Regions from separate parts of the Sus scrofa genome. Here regions 2, 3, 4, 5 and 6 are each linked to region 1. Evidence: chromatin contacts called from public Hi-C and targeted proximity ligation data. All regions are on one chromosome and are shown on one strand. The core of a region is the stretch at or near the end of the contact, and the rest is flanking DNA. Distances in the headings are between cores, read along the strand shown. Region 1 overlaps POC1B (POC1 centriolar protein homolog B). Region 2 has its middle 320 kb from the start of DUSP6. Region 3 has its middle 170 kb from the start of DUSP6. Region 4 has its middle 150 kb from the start of DUSP6. Region 5 has its middle 300 kb from the start of DUSP6. Region 6 has its middle 220 kb from the start of DUSP6.

Region 1 (3,244 bases), core at 221-2,720:
CCCTGACCTTGCTCAGAGGGTTAAGGATCCGGCGTTGCTGTGAGCTGTGGTGTAGGTCGCAGATGCGGCTCAGATCCTGCGTTACTGTGGCTCTGGTGTAGGCTGGCAGCTACAGCTCCAAATAGACCCCTAGCCTGGGAACCTCCATATGCCATGGGTGCGGCTCTAAAAACAGAAGGAAAAAAAATTTTTTCAAATAAAGTTTAAAATTATCCAAAATGAAAAAATATCTAATCACTGATTTAAACATTTATAGTAAAATTAAAAAGAAAAGCAAGGGAATAACCAACTAGGGTAGCCACTGACTCTGAGGGTGGTTATTTCAGAATTCAGAGAGAAAAAAAAAAAAAAGAGAGAGAGAGAAAGAAAGAAATCACATGATCACTAATTATTTATTGAACATTATGAATACAAAGACGTAAACAAGGGCAGCTTAAGGAGTGGAACTTGGTATCAAATAAATGGTGCCAAAAGCAAGTGCCCTGGTGAACCTCAAAGGAGAAACTGTTGACTGAACACTTGGTGAGAAAGGCTTCCCATGGAGGAAACGGAGCCTGAGAGAGTTCCTTTTAAAAAGGTTTAGAAAACAAAGAGAGAGACAGAGATGAGGGTACGTGCAGCTCGGGGCATAGAGGCAGAACGCGGACACGATACTTGTGCACTGGGCAGCAGCAAGAGTGGTTGGCGAGGGTCAAATCGTGGGGGTGACGGAACGTGGGAAGGCCCAGAAACACTGGAGGCGCGAATGTGCTCTAAGAAGATTACTCTGACAGGGGCAAGCAGGGTGTCAAGAATAAAGCAGGGAGAACAGTGAGGACAACACTGCAACAGTCAGGGACTGTGGTAAGAAGGGCTGAGCTGATGGTAAGAGGAGTGGAATGATTTAAACAGCACTTATCAGGAGTTCCCCTGTGGCTCAGCTATAATGAATCCGACTAGGATCTATGAGGATGAGGGTTCGATCCCTGGCCTCGCTCAGTGGGTTAAGGATCCGGCGTTGCCTCAAGCTGGGGTGTAGGTTGCAGACGTGGCTCGAATCCTGCATTGCTGTGGCTGTGGTGTAGGCTGGCAGCTGTGGCTCCAGTTCAACCCCTAGCCTGGGAACCTCCATATGCTGTGAGTATAGCCCCCAAAAGCAAAACAAACAAACAGGTAGATAGATAGCACTTATCAAGTTTGATGAGTAGAGCTCTAGCTTTGGAAATATTAAGCGTTTCTTATATTTATCCAGCCAGTTGTGTACGAGGGAGAGATGTACACACCCAATAATTGCCACCCTGCAGTAAAAGAAGGAATCAGAACCATGCAGGACTATCTGCCCAGCCTGCCAGCACTTATGTTTCTGGCTGCTCCTTGAGCTGAACGCACAGCCACCTTCCTATCAGCTCTGAATCCAGAGTTGAGGCAAAGGTGAAACCTGAGGCCGACTCACTTTTCCTTTGAATCTTGAGCTAGATGGCCAGAGGCTTGTTATTCTCTTTTCTCTACTGCCACCTAGTGTAGACATGAAAGGGTTTCCCAATGAGAAAGAGAATCTGGTTTTGCCATCTGAAACGGCAGCTGCTCCAAAAGAATCTAAGTCACATGGAAATGGTCAGCATCTCTCATAGAGAAATCCTTGAGCTTCGATATCTTGCCGAATTGTGGCAGCTGCTGCCACGTGCGTTAAGATGAAGCAGGAAATTACTACTAAGTAAAAGCGTACGGTCTTCTCCATAATGAGCAGGTGCTGAGGTAGTGACACGTGCACTAAAGTTCTCTGCAGGCTGACCTCCGAGAATATGAATAGGACCTTCTAGCTCTCCATTTTGATTAAAGGAAAGAACCCTTCCATAACTACAGGGGCCTTGAAACAGAGGAGGCTGCCTTATGGGGAGCTGAGTTCTCCGTCACCCAGCAAGAGATTCATGCATTCAGGCAAGGGAGGGTGGGGGTACATGACCTCACAGATGCCACCCCGCTCTGAGGTTCTGGAGTGTCCATCACGTCGAGGCGTCCATGAGCTCAAACCCTGCTCCTAACAAATGCTGAAGGACAAGAACCATGCCCATCTTGCGCACTGCGGCATGCTCTAAAGCTAGTACAGGGTCCAACACGTATTATCTGCTAACAAGATGAAATTAAATTTTGATTCTAATGAGGCACTGCATCAAGATCGTTGAAGGTACAGAAGAGAACCAGAGTGAATGGGTTGAAATTCTCATACCGCCACTTTAAGATTTAACTCACATGCGCCTCAGTTTCTCATGGGATGAAAATGGTACTTATGTGACAGAGTTTTTAGGATGATTTAATGACAGTTTATGTAAGGCAATTAGAATAATGATGCATATGTTAGATTATTATTACTGCTATTATTATGATAATGTAATCTCTAAAGAACATTTCTAAGGCCCAAAACAATATAGACATATACCACTGCTAGAACTAAAACACAAAATTGGTAGAAGAGTGGTTATTTTTATCATAAATTATGTTTTCACCTTTATAGAAGGTTGAGATAAAAGCTCAATCTCAGAGTCCAAGACTCAAATGGATCGCTTATAGTTTTTAACCATGAACCATGCCCTGACTACTACAAATTATTATTGTTTATATAATAACTATTTGGTTATGTTAAAGGGAGTTTTCCTTCTTGCTGAATATTGTACAGAATTTCCCATGCAATTTACAGACTAAGGTAATCTCAAGTAGCCATTATAAAATTAGGAGCCATCAAAACAATTACTTTATTAACAAAAGCTTTTTAACTAACCATAACCCCTTCTTACAATATTCTGCAATTCTCCTGGAAGAGCTATTTTAATGCCTTTCCATCATCAAGATCTACCACTATCCCTTAGAATGGCTCTATGGCCTCCCACCAAAATATGCAGAACAGTAGGGCACTGCTGGGAGAAAAGTGACAGACACACACACTAAGTTAGCTCCTCCGGAAGGAAGGAAAGCTGGGTGTTGTCTGGGGGCTGGACTGTGCAGTGTAGCTTGTGACGGTCTGAAGAAGACAAAGTCCGCGTGAACAGGTGACGCTCCCATGCACAATCCAGGCAGGGTTAAGACACTTTGTTTGGAAAGTGGGCGTCTTTCCCACAAGAAAGAACCTGCTCTTAGGTGTTGATTAAGATGGAGTGCCCGGGCCAGGAGCCTTGCAAAGACTTGAGGTTAGATACGCAGAAAGGAGAGGGGTCGGTCTCACAAGGCCGAAAGGACTTGGTGCTTCTCGCCTTCTTCCCCGGGGCCTTCT
Region 2 (3,217 bases), core at 438-2,937, 440 kb before region 1:
CACACAGAGAGTACCATAAGCTTCTCCTTCCTAATACACAATAAAATTGTACCTAGTGAATTTTTTTGTGATGCTTTGTTTACAAATGGTCTCTATCTCCCCCTAGATCCGTGAGAGACAAGACAGTGTCTGTTTTGTTAACCACTGTCTTTAGCTCAGTGTTCCCCACATAGTCAATATTCAATAAATCCTGTTATGTGAAAGAACAGTTGGTGGAAGGAAGGAAGGGAGGGGGAAGGAGGAAGAGAGAGAGAGACAGACAGAAAGAAAGAGAAGGAAGGAAGAAGGAAAGAGAGGAAGGAAGAAAGGGTAGAAAGAAAAGAATGAGGAAAATAAGGGAAAGAAAGACGAGTTAGCATAGTATTCTCTCAGATAAGGAGAATTCACATTAATATGTGTGTAGCATCATGATTGCAATAAATTACAACAGCGGTCATTTAGGGCTGGTAGAGCTACCGCCCAGGCACAGCACATATGTACAGCATCTTCGTTTCTTCCTTACTCTCCCTTTCCCTGCCTTCCTTACCTTACCCCCAGGGTCTATTTGCATGTGTTGATGTCCTTGGGAATATCAAACAGGAAATTTTTGGCACATCAAGGTATAGCCGTTTTAAAAGTCACCTCCACTCAACTTCATAGGCAGGAGATGTGAACAAATGGGAGCCAGATCGGAAGAGGAAGAACTGAAAAGGCAAATGAGGTGACTGCCGCTGACCAATTTACTTGTGGGCTCATGAGAGACACCCATGTGGGGTGCTCAGAAATACTGAGAACTCTGAGTGGCCCTAACCTAACACAAGCGATCTTGAAATATTTAAGAAAGGTTTGAAATAATGTAATTCTGGTTTTAAAAGGAAAAGTAAACTTTTGTAGCCACAGGTTCATGATCAATCCTTCCAGTTGAATTATTGGTAAAAATAATATCTCTAGTGTTTTCTAGGTTTCTGCTCTTACCATTTTTAGCCTTATTCTGCTAAAGTTGCCTAATTACTATGAACAGTTTTCTTGTTACACCTAAAGATGTCCAGGAGGTCAGGCCATAGACTGTATTCCTGCATATCACCTAAGGTTTGCAAAACTTTCTAAACCCCACTCAACCAGACCCTGCAAATCTATATGCTTCTATCTTACACTTTCACATTTTATTTTTTTTCCATTTTTTTTAATTACTCAAATGAATTGATCACATCTGTAGTTGTATAATGATCATAACAATCTCATTTCACAGGATTTCCATCCCACAGCCCAGGCACATTCCCCCTACCCCCCAACCTGTCTCCTCCGGAGACCATAAGTTTTTCAATGTCTGTGAGTCAGCATCTGTTCTGCAAAGAAGTTCCGTCTGTCCTTTTTTCAGATTCCACATGTCTGTGAAAGCATTTGATGTTGGTGTCTCTCACATTTTAAATAACCCTCCTCTCAAACTCCACCTCAGAACTTCTTTATCAGTCAGGTTTAATCCATATGAGACCTAAGTGTTTGGCTTCCTGAGTTCCCCTCACCCTGCCTCAGGCATGAATGATGACAGGTTTACCTAAACAAACTCGGTAACTATAACTCTCTTACACAATCAGACCAAACCAAACTGCATCATGATACATTGAGCTCTGACTTACATTGGGAAAGACAGAGTCCAGGAGGCTGAAACAGAAAGAATAATAACAGAAGGAGGAGGAGCACATCAAAAATGAACGTTAATGTTCCAAATTGCAAGTTGGTCTGGCAGTTCCCTTCTGTCTCTGGAGACCAAGCACAGTCACTTAATTCCTCAATTGTTTCCTCAAGTCTGGCCCCGAGTTGCCTTTAGAAGTGAATTGGCTCCATGGCAACCAGCAAAACAAACCCTGAGGAAGATTTTACAAAGCTAGACCCAAGAGAAGCTGTGCCAAGTAAACATTAGATATTTGCAGAAGGATTTCATTCTGGCCCATGGTGGTTTCCTGTGTGCATGTTGCAGGGACAATGTCCTCTATAAGTCTTCAAATAACCTCACTTATATTTCTTTACAGAAAGGCCTTAAGTCTCATGGGCTCAAAACGTTGTTCTATAGAACATTAACATCTATGGAAAGATGTTAACATACAGTCCATGGAAAAAAAGATCCTGTGATAAAAGATCTTGAGAAATGCTACCGGATAGGTAGGCAGCTATCTTTGAAATCCACAATACACCTTTGCCCACTAGAGGATCTGAAAAAAAATAAATAAATAAAACTAATCTTTCAGGAAAAAACCTTATAAAACTTTTTACATTGCTCTCTATATTATTAATTGCATCAAAGTACTTTCAATTTCAAGGGAACATATTTTGGAAAAAAACTTCCTCAAGATATTATATTAGTTTCCTGGTGCTGCTTATCACAAATTGAATGACTTAAAACAATAGATGTCTATTCTTTCACAGTTCTAGAGGCCAAAAGTCCAAAATGAAGGTGTCTGCAGGGCCACACTCCCTTCTAGGGAGCTTACCTTTGCCAGCCTCTAAGATGAATCCGGATGCACTTGGCTTATGGATGCATCTCTTCAATTGCTGCCTCTTTTCTTTATATCCCTCTTCACTTATCAGAACATATGTGATTGCATCCAGGGCACTCCCTGACAATCCTGGGTAAGCTAAGCTCCTCCTGTCAAGATTCATGCAGGTTAATGTTAACTCTTGCCATGTAAGATAATGTTCAAATGTCTTGGGGATTAAGTCGTGGATTTATCTTTGGGGAGGGATCACCATTCGAGCCATTACAGAAGTTACTGATAGATGCTGATAAATATAAAATTTTTATCTTTAACTCAGTTCTACTCAGCAATTCTCTAATGATGGAATAATATTATGTATAGTGATAATAAATCTCCCAGCACTTATCACACGATGCATAGTATTATTCCATTGTTTATCTGTCTACTCCACCAGCTTGTGAATTGAATAAGGATGGTAACCAGGACTTGAATCATTTTATGATCGGACCTAGGACAGTGCCTGGCATGTACTAAAACCTCATTAGACAAGTAGAATTGAGATGAATTGAGTGTGTGCATTATAGTCAGAGCAGAAGTGAGGAAGTGATTAGCTCTTTCTGGGGAAGTAAGGACGGCTTCTCAGAGGAGGAGATTTTTTGGCTGAGATTTGAAGGATGAGATGTAATTTGCTAGCCAGAGCAGGAAGGGAATTCCGGGTGGAGGGAAAACCCTGGTCACACATACAGAAGTGCGAAAAAGCATAA
Region 3 (3,287 bases), core at 528-3,027, 290 kb before region 1:
ACACGATTTTTTTCTTCCATGAATGAGTTCGTTTTGTTTTGTTTTGTGTTTTAAGATGATTCATGAAAGGAGGGCTCTTCTAGCCCTTGGGAAAACAGAGATATTCAACAAAAATTGGTTAGTGTTCATGTTAGTCTTCATCTTCCAGGTCTGAACACTTTCGTCTATAATTGGTCCACAGATATTTATTAAGCCCTGAGAATATTTGCTGTATCAGGCGCTGTGAGCGATAGGGAAGAGGTGGGGGATTCAGATTCCACTCTCAAGGAATTCACAACCAGCTAAGTCACACAAGACCTCCCCACTATGAAATAACTGGCCAATGGGACAAAACAAAAATATCTATTCTCAAGTGATAGCATGCAGGAGTGTCTCCTGTCCCAGAGTGTTGTCATGAAGCACAAATACAGTGATGCACAGAAAGCTCTAAGTAGGAACATGCGTGTTTAACAAATTACTTTTCCCCTCCCCCTATGAGAAAGTCCAGGGAAGAATATAGCAGGGAGTCACAAGGAGGAGCTTATCAACAGCAAATGAGAGATTCTGACAAAAAGGAAGGCACAACTGACCTCTTAGAGAACTGCTTTTGGAGTGTCATGATCAAAGTCAGTTAATTGCAAACAGGAAATAAGGCATACCCCAAATGTGTAGCCAGCAAAAACTATAGGATCTAGTAATGGTGGTTCTATTTCTTTTTTACAACATAAAGCTCTGTTTAAAAGGAGAGGGGGGTACAGTTTCTAGAATCCTCCTTTGCTCTAATCTGAGGCCATCAAGACAACCACATGGCCTTGTGCCTCCAAAGAACTCAAAGGTAGATAGAATCATTTTCTTTTTTCTATTTTTAATCAAAAAATTCTAAAATAAACATAAAATAGTTTTTCTAGATTCCCCCCCCCAAAAAAAAATTAGTCTTGTTTGTTTCATCAGCATTTTACATAGCAAAGCAAAAGAAGATAGAGGTTAATTCGCTCTTACTGAAAGAAAGTTAAAAGACTTGTGCCTAGGATCTTGCTAATCTCTGTTAAAATTATTCAGAGTTAGTTTTTACTTTAAGTCAATAAACATTGGCATATTATACTCGCTTTTTATATCCCTCATATCACTGAGAAAATATTGTAGGAAATAAAAGGATGGTGTCCTCCGGAGACTTCAACTCAATTGAGGCGACAGAAAATGTATGAGTAACGCATGTAAAGGACACTATGTCAATTTGGTAAAGGGCTAAAGATATTAGGAGGAAAAAAGAAAATGGTTAAAGGTGGACTGGGAGAGCTGTTTTCTTGGAATAAAGTGGATTGAAGTTGGATTTTAAGGAAAGCATAGGAATTTGAAGGCAGATGTGGCAAGGCCAAAGAGTGGGGAGAAAGAAGTACAGTTCCCCTGGAATCCAGGCAGGAAGAGCCCATGAGCAAAACCAAGGGTCCCAAGGACAGTCAGAAACAAAAGACCATGTATAACAGCCTAAAGAGACGGTTGAAATATCCTCTGTACCAAAAGGGACTTGACTAAAGCCAAGCTTCTAGATGGAAGAGCCCTACCTCCAGGCATTTCGGCCTAATTCATTGTTGTGTTATTACTCATGGTACTGTTTCCTAACTTCAGTATTTCAGCTCCAGGGTCCATTTTTTTCCCATCGTACTCATACAGCAGAAAGAGGAAATAACTCATCCAGTGGTGGGGATTTCTTAGTAGGGTTTTGAAGAGAGATGCCGGGGGTGGCTGACTCTGCCAAAATGTTTCCTTTTTCTCTTGCTGTTTGTCAGATATTACTGTTGAGCAAGCCTGGTGAGTGTCATCAACATGCAATCTCATCTGATTTATCTTCCTTTACTCACTCAAACTCAGCCCTTTGCCTCTTTTTTTTTTTTTTTTTCCTAGCTCATTTAGAGTTTCACAACCTCTTACCTTTAATTGCTGAGTAAGTGCAAAACGTTTGTGTATCTGGCATCAGATACTACAATCTCCAAGAAAAATGATTCACAGTCTCAGGCATGTCAGTGGCTACCTATTATACCTTGATATTTTGCTTTGCCATTATTTCATCTTAAAAGTTCGTTTCTATTTTCCTCACAGATTCTGTTTCAAAACAATACATTTTTGTGGCTGTATTTTCCTCCAAGTCCCTCCCTTTTGAAATGTGGAATAAATCTTATGAGCTCCACAGAGTTTCCAGTGTCAGTCTCTCTAGGGACCCATAAAAAATCCCACACCAATAAACCATTGATGCAAGTACAGGCAATGGAATATTTGGGTCTAGTGGGATCCTAAAGTGAACTTTCAATCACATGGACAGAGGAAATTAACATCATTTGCGGGTTAAAATCTTTCACAAGTGTCCTAGAGGTAGGACCACGTGGTTACTGCCACCACCCAGCTAACCCCGACGTGAAGTCTTTACAATTTATCCTTAAATCAACCTGACTTTCCTTGCATCAGCCAAGAAAATTTTGCTCCCGCCTTTCCCAGTTTCTCTTCTCTGCCTCCATCTCAATCGGCAGAAAAATGGTCTGAATTTTGACGGAGGTTTCCGGAGCAATTCCAGATGTAATTATTAGATAAATACATACAGTTTGAGCCTAGTGAAAGATAGAACAGTGCTTAAGTAGCTAAATAAAGTAGACAAGAAAAAAACGTGCGCTGATACTTTCAACAGCCTATGGCGTTTATAGATCCTGCCACTCCACACCTGTGCTTGGTAAACTTGGGGTAACTGGAATTTCTAAAGCATTCAGTCAAACTAGGAAGAACTATAAATGCATTAAAAAGTTTCTAGGGCCTGTCTCATGTCCCTGAATACAAGCTCTATTCTACCTAGAATCTTTTTATATAAATATCTTCTCCTGTCCACAAATCCCGAAAGGGTCAAATTCTGGGAGGTCACTTGTTGTCTCTGTCAACAGACAAAGGAAGCACCTGCTGTAAGATGTTTCCTGCCTGAGGCCACCCTTGCTTCCAAGTTTACTGCTGTATCCACAAAGACTTCGATAATAGCTGGAGCTTAGTAGGAGTTCACTAAATATTTGTTGAATATTGAATGAATTAACACATAAAAGGTCTCATTATTGGTAATGTATCCTCTTAATCGTCTGTCTTGCCCCAAATCAGTCTTCCTGTAACCATCAGAACCTATCCTTCGAGTCTTTGCCATTTGCTTCCTTTTAGGCTCCTATGTATTTCCAAACCTTTGAGCTTTAGCAAGGATTTGGCCCCCAGGCACCAACCAGACCAGCAAGTTTTATGGTAGTCTTGGAATTAAATCATTTATTATAGTAGCTTCAACACTT
Region 4 (3,149 bases), core at 460-2,959, 270 kb before region 1:
TCATATGTGCAGCCTTTCCTCCCTCACTCATTCCACACGAGCTGCTCTGGAATCCTTGTTCCTCAACATATTTCCTGGCTTTGTGTCTACCTAGAGACTCTCTACCTGCCACGCCTTTGGATATGATTGTCCCCAAGTCGTCTTAGGATTTAAGCACAATGGCAGGGGTTTTTTTAAGTGGGGAGTTGAGAGTGTGAATCCCAGGACACAGTGAATTGATGTATGTAAATGATTGATGTATAATTAAGTGCTCCGTCATTCGAGATCCTTACTGTTGGGCCTGTCATTGCTACCCTCTGTCCTCTGTTCAAGTACTACTTCCCCACACAGGCAGGGTTCCTCTGAACATTGAATGTAGAGTTTCTCTTCTCTAAATGGTCATGCTGTCACATCATCCTTTCATTCTCCGCCAGGCATGTGAAGATAGCCTAGTGGATACTACTTATTATTTATTTACATGCTTATTTTTATTGAGGTATTGTTAATTTACACTATTGCATTAGTTTCAAGTGTACAGCAAAGTGATCAGTTATACATACAAATATATTCTGTTTCAGATTCTTATCGATGATAGGTTATTACAAGATATTTAGTATAGTTCCCTATGCTATGGAGTAGGTCCTTGCTGTTCACTTATTTTATACATAGTAATATGTATAATAATGTCTACTATTTTATAGAAAAGCTAAACTCAGTTTGGATGGCTTTTATTTTTCATGGTGAAAAATGCTTTCTCTAGTTTCTACAGGTAGAATATGTTTAACTTGTCACAGTGATAGGTACAAAAGGTCAGCACTTATTTTTAAATGAGTAGAATGACAGTGTAAGTGGCATTCCAGCACTATGGTTTGTTATTTATGGAAAATGGGCCAGCTTAAGGAAATCCGTGATAATATCTAACATGCTCTTCTCCTTCTGGGCATGTCAGGGTGGTACTATCTCCTGGTGACAGTGACTAGGAGAATACTAGAAAGAGTCTTTCTTATTTTGAATCTAAGATATTTACATTGAGTAATTTATACTAAACTTTGTTGGGAAGGATGGGTTGAGAAGAGTCTTGGGACTGATTTTCCAGCCTCCTCTCAGAAACCACTATTCTTGTCCATGATCTCTAGAAATTTATAAAATTACCACTTTGTGAAAATCATTGCCAAAAATACATTAGTGGAAAAGCTGTCTCTTTGCAAATATCTTAAACTTTTGCACACTAGATCTAGCGAATCATTAAATATGATGTTTATCCCTTAACTCTGGAAAATTGTCCTTCTTAGAGACCAACCAGGAAGCCAATGTCCTTTGGTTCCCATATGGAAAAAGTCCTTAGGTGGGAAAAGTCCTTAGATGTTCTGACCACTCCATCGCCAACATAAACATCCTGATGTTCTGATATTTGTCCTTCCCATCCCTTTCTCAGGTCATCCTCTTACTCTTCCTCATCTTCAGACCAAACAAGAAAGAACAGAAAATGTTGCCATTATAAAGCAAAATTGGGTCAGGATATTTTGGAAGAGTAAGTTCTTTCCTCATCTTCTCACACTTTAATCTCTAATCTAAAGTCAGTCTGTTAGAGACGTCAGGAGTCCAGATGTCTTGATTTCTGTGACAGTGATCTTTCCACCAAACATATTTTCAGTTCCACTTCACCATAACACAGATCCCGTCATCCAAGGCAACCCAACATTCTCATTTCACAACCCTCTGCTTTTCACACAGGAAAGCTGAAGCCAAGAAGTAATGAAAAACTATCAGGTTTGTTTCAAAGCAGTAAAAAAGAAGATATTGAAAATCACTGCTCATACCTTTCCTAATGGATAAAGTGAGAGACAAGTTGCCTCATTTCACACTTTGAAATAACCAAGTATTTGTTCTCAAGTTTGTGCTTATAAGTATATATTCTCAAGAGCAATTTGACTCTTGCATAGTCATTTGGAGTAGGAGAAAGGGAAAGTCTTGTGAGGGCGGGTGGGAGAGGGAAGGGTGGAGTGGGAGGGAAGCTAAACCATGGAAGGACGCTTCCCGAGCTATGAAGAAATAGTGCGTCCTTGGGCCAACGGGTCTGACTCAGCCCCAGGAAACAGATCATTATCATCAACTTTGTCTTTGCAAAGGAAAAGTTGGGGCCACAAATGAATATTCAAGTACTTGTTGGACAAGTGCAATAGAGCTTCATGTTTATATACATGCTTATGATTTATTAAGCACTCACTATGTATAATGTGTATACTAGGATTTTTGAATATATTATCAATATATTACCTTATTTATTTATTTATTGCTTCTTAGGGATGCACCCATAGCATATGGAAGTTCCCAGGCTAGGAGGTCTAATTGAAGCTACAGCTGCTGGCCTATGCCACAGCCATAGCAATGTGAGATCCGAGCCACATCTGCAACTTACACCACAGCTCAGGGCAATGCTGGATTCCCCAACCCACTGAGCAAGACCAGGGATCGAACTCGCATCCTCATGGATACTAGTTGGATTATTTTCCGCTGCACCACAATAGGAACTCCCAATATATTACCTCATTTAGTTTTTACAACAACCCTAGAATAAGATATCATATTTTTATTTTGGGACTAATGCAAATAAGGCTTAGAGAAATTAAGCATCTTGCCCAAGTAGCTGCAATGTGGAGAAGTCAAGCTGCTAATCCAAATCTTCCTGGCTCTAAAGGCTTAAACCCAGGTAAGCCTCCCTTAGGGGGAAAAAAATCTCTATTTTCATAGTGAAAAGTTCTATGTATATCTCGCTTTGACACTGCATGCCCCTTAGGTAGATTTTTTGGTTTGTCTTCATATCCATGTCTTCAAAGAAGCCTAGCCAAATCCTGCCATACATTAGGTGCTCAATAAATGAGTCTTTTACTTCTACATAAATATTCACATTAGCGAAGAGCTAACTGTGGTTAATGAAAACAGCAGGAGTGATAGATAAGTGACAGCAGTGAGATCTCCTGCCCCCACTCTCACTTAAATCTTCCCAAAGGATGGTGAGCCAAGGAAGCTGTAAGAGGCTACTTCAAGATGGGTCCAAAATGAAGGAACAGTTGGAGAAAGAATCCATCAAAGAGTCACAGGTTCAGCCCTGTCCTACTTTCACCATTAATCATGTGGCATAGAAGGCAGAGAGTATGGGTTGTACTATT
Region 5 (3,160 bases), core at 581-3,080, 420 kb before region 1:
TGGCTACTGGGAGAAGGCACCACTGAGCACGGCATTCAATTTTGAGTTTGGTTTTTTTGTTTTCATGGAGCACAGCCTAAGTATGTTTTTTTTTTTGTTTTGTTTTGTTTTATTTCCCCAATACATTATTTTTTTTCCTACTATACAGCATAACGACCCAGTTACACATGTATACATTCTTTTTTCTCACACTATTATGTTCCATCATAAGTGACTACACACTATTCCCTGTGCTACACAGCAGGACCTCATATACAGCACCAACTGAGTTCATTTTTAACCATGGTGTTACTTCTCAGAGAGTTATAGTGAGAATTACCAAATAAGAAATCTGACAAACCCCATGTCTTAGTTAGAAATAAATTTTATGAATATTATTTCTGTAATAGGATTTTTTAACTGTGAAGTCTGATTGAGAAAGAGTTGTAGCAAGACACATTAAAGAGCTATTTAAAAACCACACTTGGTATCACCTAATCTCTAATATTTATTCTGGGTCTTAAAGTCTGAGACTTGGAAAACATTAAACATTCCCTTTACATCTCTCGGGTCCTAATCTATTTTTACCCACTTTTAAAAAATCTCTCACATGTATAAAAGGAAAAATATAAATCATTATTACATCTTGCAAATTTGAGAGTTCTGCATCTCATATCTGGCCATGATATAGTTTGCATCAACTCAGTGCTGCTTATTTATTGAAATCTCACTTCTGAGAATCAAGAGCTTTGGAGTGAGGCAAGTCTTCCCTCAAATCATGGCTCTGTCATTGACTAACTGTGTATTTTGGGCAGGTTATTAAACCTCTCCGAGTCTCAGCTTTCCCATCTGTAAAAGAAGCACACTGATGCTTTCCTACCTTCATGCATCCCACCAGTGTTTTTGTTTGAAGAATTACTGAGGGAACTAAGATATTTTGTTGGAATAAGAAAAAGTATGGAGAAGAATCCCCTCCTGGTTTCTCCAAAGTGTAGCAGAAGAATCAAGTAGAAATCACAGGAAACTTGATTCCAGGGCCAGAAAACTGTTCATCATCTGAGGTCACCCTTGAGTGAGCAAGATGTCTTGTCCTAGAAAATATTTCAAAAGGCGTCACTGGACCACGGAGGAGAATTTGTGCCAAACAAGTTCCTGCACTAGCAAATGGGTGAGAAGGAAGGGGGACCGCCTCCCAACTCCTCCAGCAATTCCATAAAATATAAATCTATGAAAATGGAATGAAAATAGTCTAGATTCTTGAGAAATGAGGGTGTCCTTTTATTATTTAAAATTTCCAGTTTTACTTTTACTGAATTATTCTTCTTTCCTGTAGTTTAGGCTTCAGCCAGCCCTTCCGAGAATCTTTTTTTCCTGTAGCAGAGAAATATCTTTTGAAAGGCAGCAAATGACTGAATTAGTGAGACAATGGGTTCGTGAACTGATAGTCTCATGTAAACAGTTCCTGTGGCAGATTAAATGTGCTGAGGACTTAACAATATTAATCAAATTCCATTCAAACATCAAGTGCTGGGTAATTTTTTAAAAAAAACAACACTTTCAGTAACTCTGTAACTACCATTTGCTCTCTGTTCTTCATAGTGTTAGGCAGAATCGTGCCCCTCCCCCAAATGTTCACAGAACTTCTGAATATGTTATCTTACATAGGAAAATGGACTTGCAGATGCGATTAAGTTTATGGTCCTTAAGATGAGGAGGGAGAAGGTATCTCAAATTATCCAGGTGGGCCAATCTTATCACATAAATCCTTAAAATGGAAGAACCTTCCCCACCCATGGTCAGAGAGAGAGACTGAACCATCAAAGGAAGATCAGAGAGATACAGTAAGGCTGGCTTTGAAGAGAGAGGGAAGAGATCTTAAGCCAAGGTGTACAGGTGGCTTCCAGAGTTTAGAAAGGGCAAAGCAATAGCTTTTCTCCTAGATCCTTCAGAAAGAAACATAACCCCAGTGATGCATTCATTTTAGCCCAGTGAGACCTATGTTGGACTTCTAACCCATTGAAACTCAAGATAATAAATTTCTGCTGGTGAAGCCACTGCAGCATTTGGGAGAGCAGCAGTAGAAAACTCATACACATATTGAGAATTTCTTACTTAAGCTCCGCTCTCCAGTACACGTTCTGCCCAGAGGAATGATACTTTACAGACCTTGTATATAAGTGGCTTTTGTTTTATTATTTTGTTTATTAACAACTGTATGTTTCAGTTTAACAGTGTTACCATATGAGATAGGCAAACCACGAGTCAGTGTTTCCATTTAATAGAAGCTGGGGTTGGATTGTAAAGTGCCTTTTGCTCAAGGTTGCAGGGCTGGTTCAAGGGTGGTTGGTTGGGATGTAAATTCTTGTCTTCTGACTCCTCCAATTCCAACTCCCCATTTCAACCTTTTAAGATAGAAAGAGCATGTGCTGATGCCTTATCTTTATCTTATGGACATAAAAACCCTTGCTGCAATGGAGTCAAATGATAATAGTGAAGGCAGGACAAGAATTCCTCACCCTTAACGTGTAATCTGTTGCTCCTTCTGATTTTTATCTCCCCTGATAAGGTGTGTAATACAAGTATAGAACCTACAGGATTTTTAAAAGAGGGAAGAACATAAGGTTTAGATGAAAATAAATCTGATTTATAACTGTTGTGACTTATAACAAGTTACTTAACCTCCTTGAATCTCAGTTTTCTCATTTGTAAAATATAAATAGTAATATCGACTTGACAAAATTATGAAAAGGATTTAATAGGAACATTGAATCTAAAAGGAGCCCCTGGCACATATGCATACATAGGCTCTTCATGACAATCTATCCTGTCAATTTCATGAATATCTTGTGTTCTCATACAAACAGAATCCAGATTTTCAATCTGTCAAAAGCCGCTGGATCTTCGCTCCAATTAAATTAATAAATCCAATTTAAGAAAGTGTTAAGGGGGAGTTCCTGTTGTGACTCAGTGGTAATGAACCTGACGAGTATCCATGAGGATGCAGGTTCAATCCCTGGCCTTGCTGTGAGTTGTGGTGTAGGTCACAGATGAGGCTTGGATCTGGCATTGCTGTGGCTGTGGTGTAAGGCCAGCAGCTGCAGCTCTGATTCGACCCCTAGCCCTAGCCTGAGAAATTCCATAGGGCACAGGTGCAGCCCTAAAAAAAAGAAAGAAAGAAAGA
Region 6 (3,463 bases), core at 361-2,860, 340 kb before region 1:
AATGAAAGGACTAAAAACCATACATAATCAGAGACTGGAGTTCATGTCATTCTGATTTGAAAATCACAAATCTGAGAGTTCTTTTTGTGGCTCAGGGGTTGAGAGCCCAACATAGTATCTGTGAGAATGCGGTTTCAATCCCTGGCCTCACTCAGTGGTTAAGAATGCGGCATTGCCACAAGCTGCAGCATAGGTCACAGATGTGGTTCAGATCCAGTGTAGCCCTGGCTGTGGCGGAGGCTGGCAGAAGCAGCTCCAGGTCAACCCCTAGCCTGAGAACTTCCATAGCTGGAGGGGCAGCCAAAGAAAGAGAGAGAGAGAGAGAGAGAGAGAGGGACGGAGGGAGGGAGGGAGGAAGGAAGAAAGAAAGAAAAGGAAAGAAGGAAGGAAGGAAGAGAGAGGAAGGAAGAAAAGGGGAGAGGGAAGGAAGGAAAGAAGAAGGAGGAAGGGAGAAAGAAAATCGCAAAGCACAAAAAAAATATGTTTTTGTGACTGTGATGCGTTGCATGCAAAAGTTGTTATGGAATTCAGAACATTCCCCCCAAAATCCATGCTTCAATCTTCCTTATCCTTCAGGTTTCAAATCAGATGTGACTTAAATCCCTTTGCTTCCTCTCCTTTGTGTCTTCATCAGACTTGTCCTGTCCCTATTCTAGTATCCCTTTATCTTAACTTCCCACTAGACTGTAAGTAAGCTCCTTGAGGGCAAAACCATGTGGCTTATGCCTGAGTCACTATCTGTACTAACAACATACAAACTGCTTAGTACAGTCCAAGCTTCATTAGCAGTGCTTTCCATATATTAACTCATTTCATTCTCAAAATCCTGTGAGATAGAAATTACTATTGCATCCACTTTATAATATGGAAACTGAAGCATGGAGAGTTTAAGTGGCCTTCCCAAGCATGCACAGCACAGGAGGGATAGAGCTGGGATGTGAACGCAGGTAGACTAATTCCAGGATCCATGCTGTTAACTGCTACCATATATTGCCTTGGCTGGATGGATAGATGGGCGGGTGGATGGATAGGTTATTGCATTTGATATTGCCCCTTATTATCTCTAGTTGCATATAATACAATAATATAAAAAGCACGAAGGTCATAATTAAATAAATATTCATGAGATATCAGTACGCTAATATACCAATGGTTTCAGTGAGATTCAAACCTGAGTGACTATTTAACTGACCCTTTTTTTCCCCATTGCAATCAATAAAAGTATTTAATTTTCTATATCTAAATAGCAGTTATTGACCGCATTTAAATATACTTTTTTCCCCTGTTTTTAAATAGTGTTAAATTTGCTATGGAAAATGTGTTTTAAAGATATAAAAACATTTGTGTGCTGTATAAATATAGAGTGATAGAGAAGGGGAATGCGAAAGGGTTGAATTGCCCTCTCTCTCCACTTATCTAGGAATTAACTGTGCCCAAGGTCTGTGTCCTTCAAGGCTGAGTTTTTGAACCCCACCCTAAATAAGCTACTCAAGGGATTCTGGTGACCTTAGAAAGTACAGCTTTAAAGCAAAAATGACTTCTGCCAACAAAGACACATTCTCTCCTCCACCAGTCCACTTACACAACCCCAGCTTGCACCACTTCTCCTCATGCGCAAAGTAACTCTGCTCTGGCTATGCTCTATCATTGCACTCTAGCTGGTTTGCTGTGTACGTCTCCTCTTAGGTTTCTCATTTACTTCTATGTTTCCATATCCTTTAAAAAACATCCACTTTTGTACTTTTGGTCCAGTTCAGATCTATATATTCAACTGCTTGCTCATTAGACCTCTTCACATGGATGTTTTACAGGGGTCTCAAAGTCAGTATATCCAAGGAGAGCAGATCAGCTTCCCCCCCACACATGCTCCTTCTAAGAGTAAATGGACAACCAAGTATGCTGAGCAGACAGCTGGAAATGGCATTAGTCTTCCTCATCTTCGCATCTTATATCTACCTGCCTCGCAAAACCTAACAAGTCTGTCCGTCAAATACCTTAAAGCCCTGTTCCCACTGCCTTCCAACTCTGTACTCCAAGCCACTATATCTCATCTAGACAACTCTAGAAGCCTCACCCCCTGCTTCCATTCTTGCATGTCTTCGATCTCTTCTAACCCAGTAGATTAAGAAAGATAATCCAACTATATTATTTCCCAGCTGAAACCCTTTCAAAGTCTTCCAAATGCTTTTGAGAAAGAAGAAAAAAAAAATCCTTCCTGGGGTGCACAAGACTTTGGATGGTTCTTCTTCCACTCACTTCTGCAACTTTATCTCCTGACCATTTTTCCCCTGGCATTCTAACATATAGACTTTTCATGAATTCCGTGAATGTGCCAAGTTCTTTCTGGTAGCTTCTAGACCTTGCACATGCTATTCTCTCCATCTGGAACTCTCTCTTCCCCATTTATTATATAGTCAATCCCACATTCATCTTTTGGATGTGAGGTTAAATATCCCTTCTGTGGAGAAGCCATGCTTGACCACCTGCTCCTGCAGACCAGTTCAGATCTTCCCACTATCCACTTTCATGGTACAATGTCCTTTTGCTTCACTACGCATTTTGCACAGTGTTTTCCTTTGTTGTCCTTACTGCAGTTTATTATTTTTACAATTATTTGCTTTGGCCTATCTCTTCTGATAGACTGTATGTCCCATGAGGTCAAAGACCAGTCTTATTCACTTTTCTATTTACAGTGACTAGCACACATCCTTGAATGAATGAATGGACTAATGCTATTCTGGTACTTTGGAGGATAATAATAATAGACAGTTGAGGCATACTTTTTATTTTATCCTCATAACAATTCTGTGAGAAGATAGTATTAACACGTTCATATGTGGAAGTTAAAATTCGCAGCTGTGAGATGACCTGTCCAGGCTGTACAGGGCAATTCTTTCAAGAAGAGAGACCATTGGGATTGCTCCATATCTTAAAGAATAAGCACTTACTTACTAATAAATTTTCCAGCTGCCTTGTCCTCCATAAATGCTAAGTAGCATTAATATCTCATTGGCATTTCTGGAAAGTTCTCTAAGATGAGCAAAACCAGTTACCACCACCTCCCATGTAGGGTAAAACTCAGTAAAACCTTTAGAGAAAATCCTGACGAATGATGAAGCATTTCACATTCATTGAAGTGGAAAACACACAGCAAATGGAGCTGCGTGGGTTAAAGCAAATTGGGTAGGAAAAAAAAAAGGTGGTGTGATAAAGGCAGGAACAAAGAAAATGGATGAGATAAAGGAAGAAAGAGAAGGAGAGATAAGTACAAGGACAGGCAAACAAAGAAAGAAAAACAGACCTAAGTCCTTGGGAGAGTCCAGAAGAGCAGAGAAAGAAAGATGCTGTCGGTACTTCTCACAGATAGTGGGATTTCTGAATATCCAAGTGTTTAGTAGTAAGTAGCAAAAGCATATAATGACTACCTGGATTCCTCATGCCAAAATTCTAGAGGGTTGTTTTT

Evidence for each region. A called contact is a pair of places that touch in the nucleus more often than the background predicts.
Region 2: a contact with region 1 is called in a Hi-C map of omental adipose tissue, with 5 times the contacts expected there. A contact is called at or near these places in 26 of 47 Hi-C or Micro-C datasets (adipocytes, adipose tissue, alveolar macrophages and 15 more) and 2 of 2 datasets of targeted methods (alveolar macrophages and skeletal muscle).
Region 3: a targeted proximity ligation map of alveolar macrophages shows a contact between it and region 1. A contact is called at or near these places in 12 of 47 Hi-C or Micro-C datasets (adipocytes, embryonic fibroblasts, fibroblasts and 6 more) and 2 of 2 datasets of targeted methods (alveolar macrophages and skeletal muscle).
Region 4: a contact with region 1 is called in a Hi-C map of omental adipose tissue, with 2.4 times the contacts expected there. A contact is called at or near these places in 7 of 47 Hi-C or Micro-C datasets (alveolar macrophages, embryonic fibroblasts, epiblast stem cells and 4 more) and 1 of 2 datasets of targeted methods (alveolar macrophages).
Region 5: a contact with region 1 is called in a Hi-C map of omental adipose tissue, with 2.6 times the contacts expected there. A contact is called at or near these places in 26 of 47 Hi-C or Micro-C datasets (adipocytes, adipose tissue, alveolar macrophages and 14 more) and 2 of 2 datasets of targeted methods (alveolar macrophages and skeletal muscle).
Region 6: a targeted proximity ligation map of alveolar macrophages shows a contact between it and region 1. A contact is called at or near these places in 1 of 47 Hi-C or Micro-C datasets (embryonic fibroblasts) and 1 of 2 datasets of targeted methods (alveolar macrophages).

The regions. Positions count from the first base shown.
Region 1 is chr5:93,182,432-93,185,675 of Sscrofa11.1, reverse strand. All of the region lies in intron 9 of POC1B (POC1 centriolar protein homolog B), which reads right to left. Among named protein-coding and RNA genes, the nearest start is that of GALNT4, 51 kb to the right of the region's middle.
Region 2 is chr5:93,619,706-93,622,922 of Sscrofa11.1, reverse strand. No RefSeq gene overlaps it. Among named protein-coding and RNA genes, the nearest start is that of DUSP6, 320 kb to the right of the region's middle.
Region 3 is chr5:93,473,806-93,477,092 of Sscrofa11.1, reverse strand. No RefSeq gene overlaps it. Among named protein-coding and RNA genes, the nearest start is that of DUSP6, 170 kb to the right of the region's middle.
Region 4 is chr5:93,448,266-93,451,414 of Sscrofa11.1, reverse strand. No RefSeq gene overlaps it. Among named protein-coding and RNA genes, the nearest start is that of DUSP6, 150 kb to the right of the region's middle.
Region 5 is chr5:93,597,986-93,601,145 of Sscrofa11.1, reverse strand. No RefSeq gene overlaps it. Among named protein-coding and RNA genes, the nearest start is that of DUSP6, 300 kb to the right of the region's middle.
Region 6 is chr5:93,521,203-93,524,665 of Sscrofa11.1, reverse strand. No RefSeq gene overlaps it. Among named protein-coding and RNA genes, the nearest start is that of DUSP6, 220 kb to the right of the region's middle.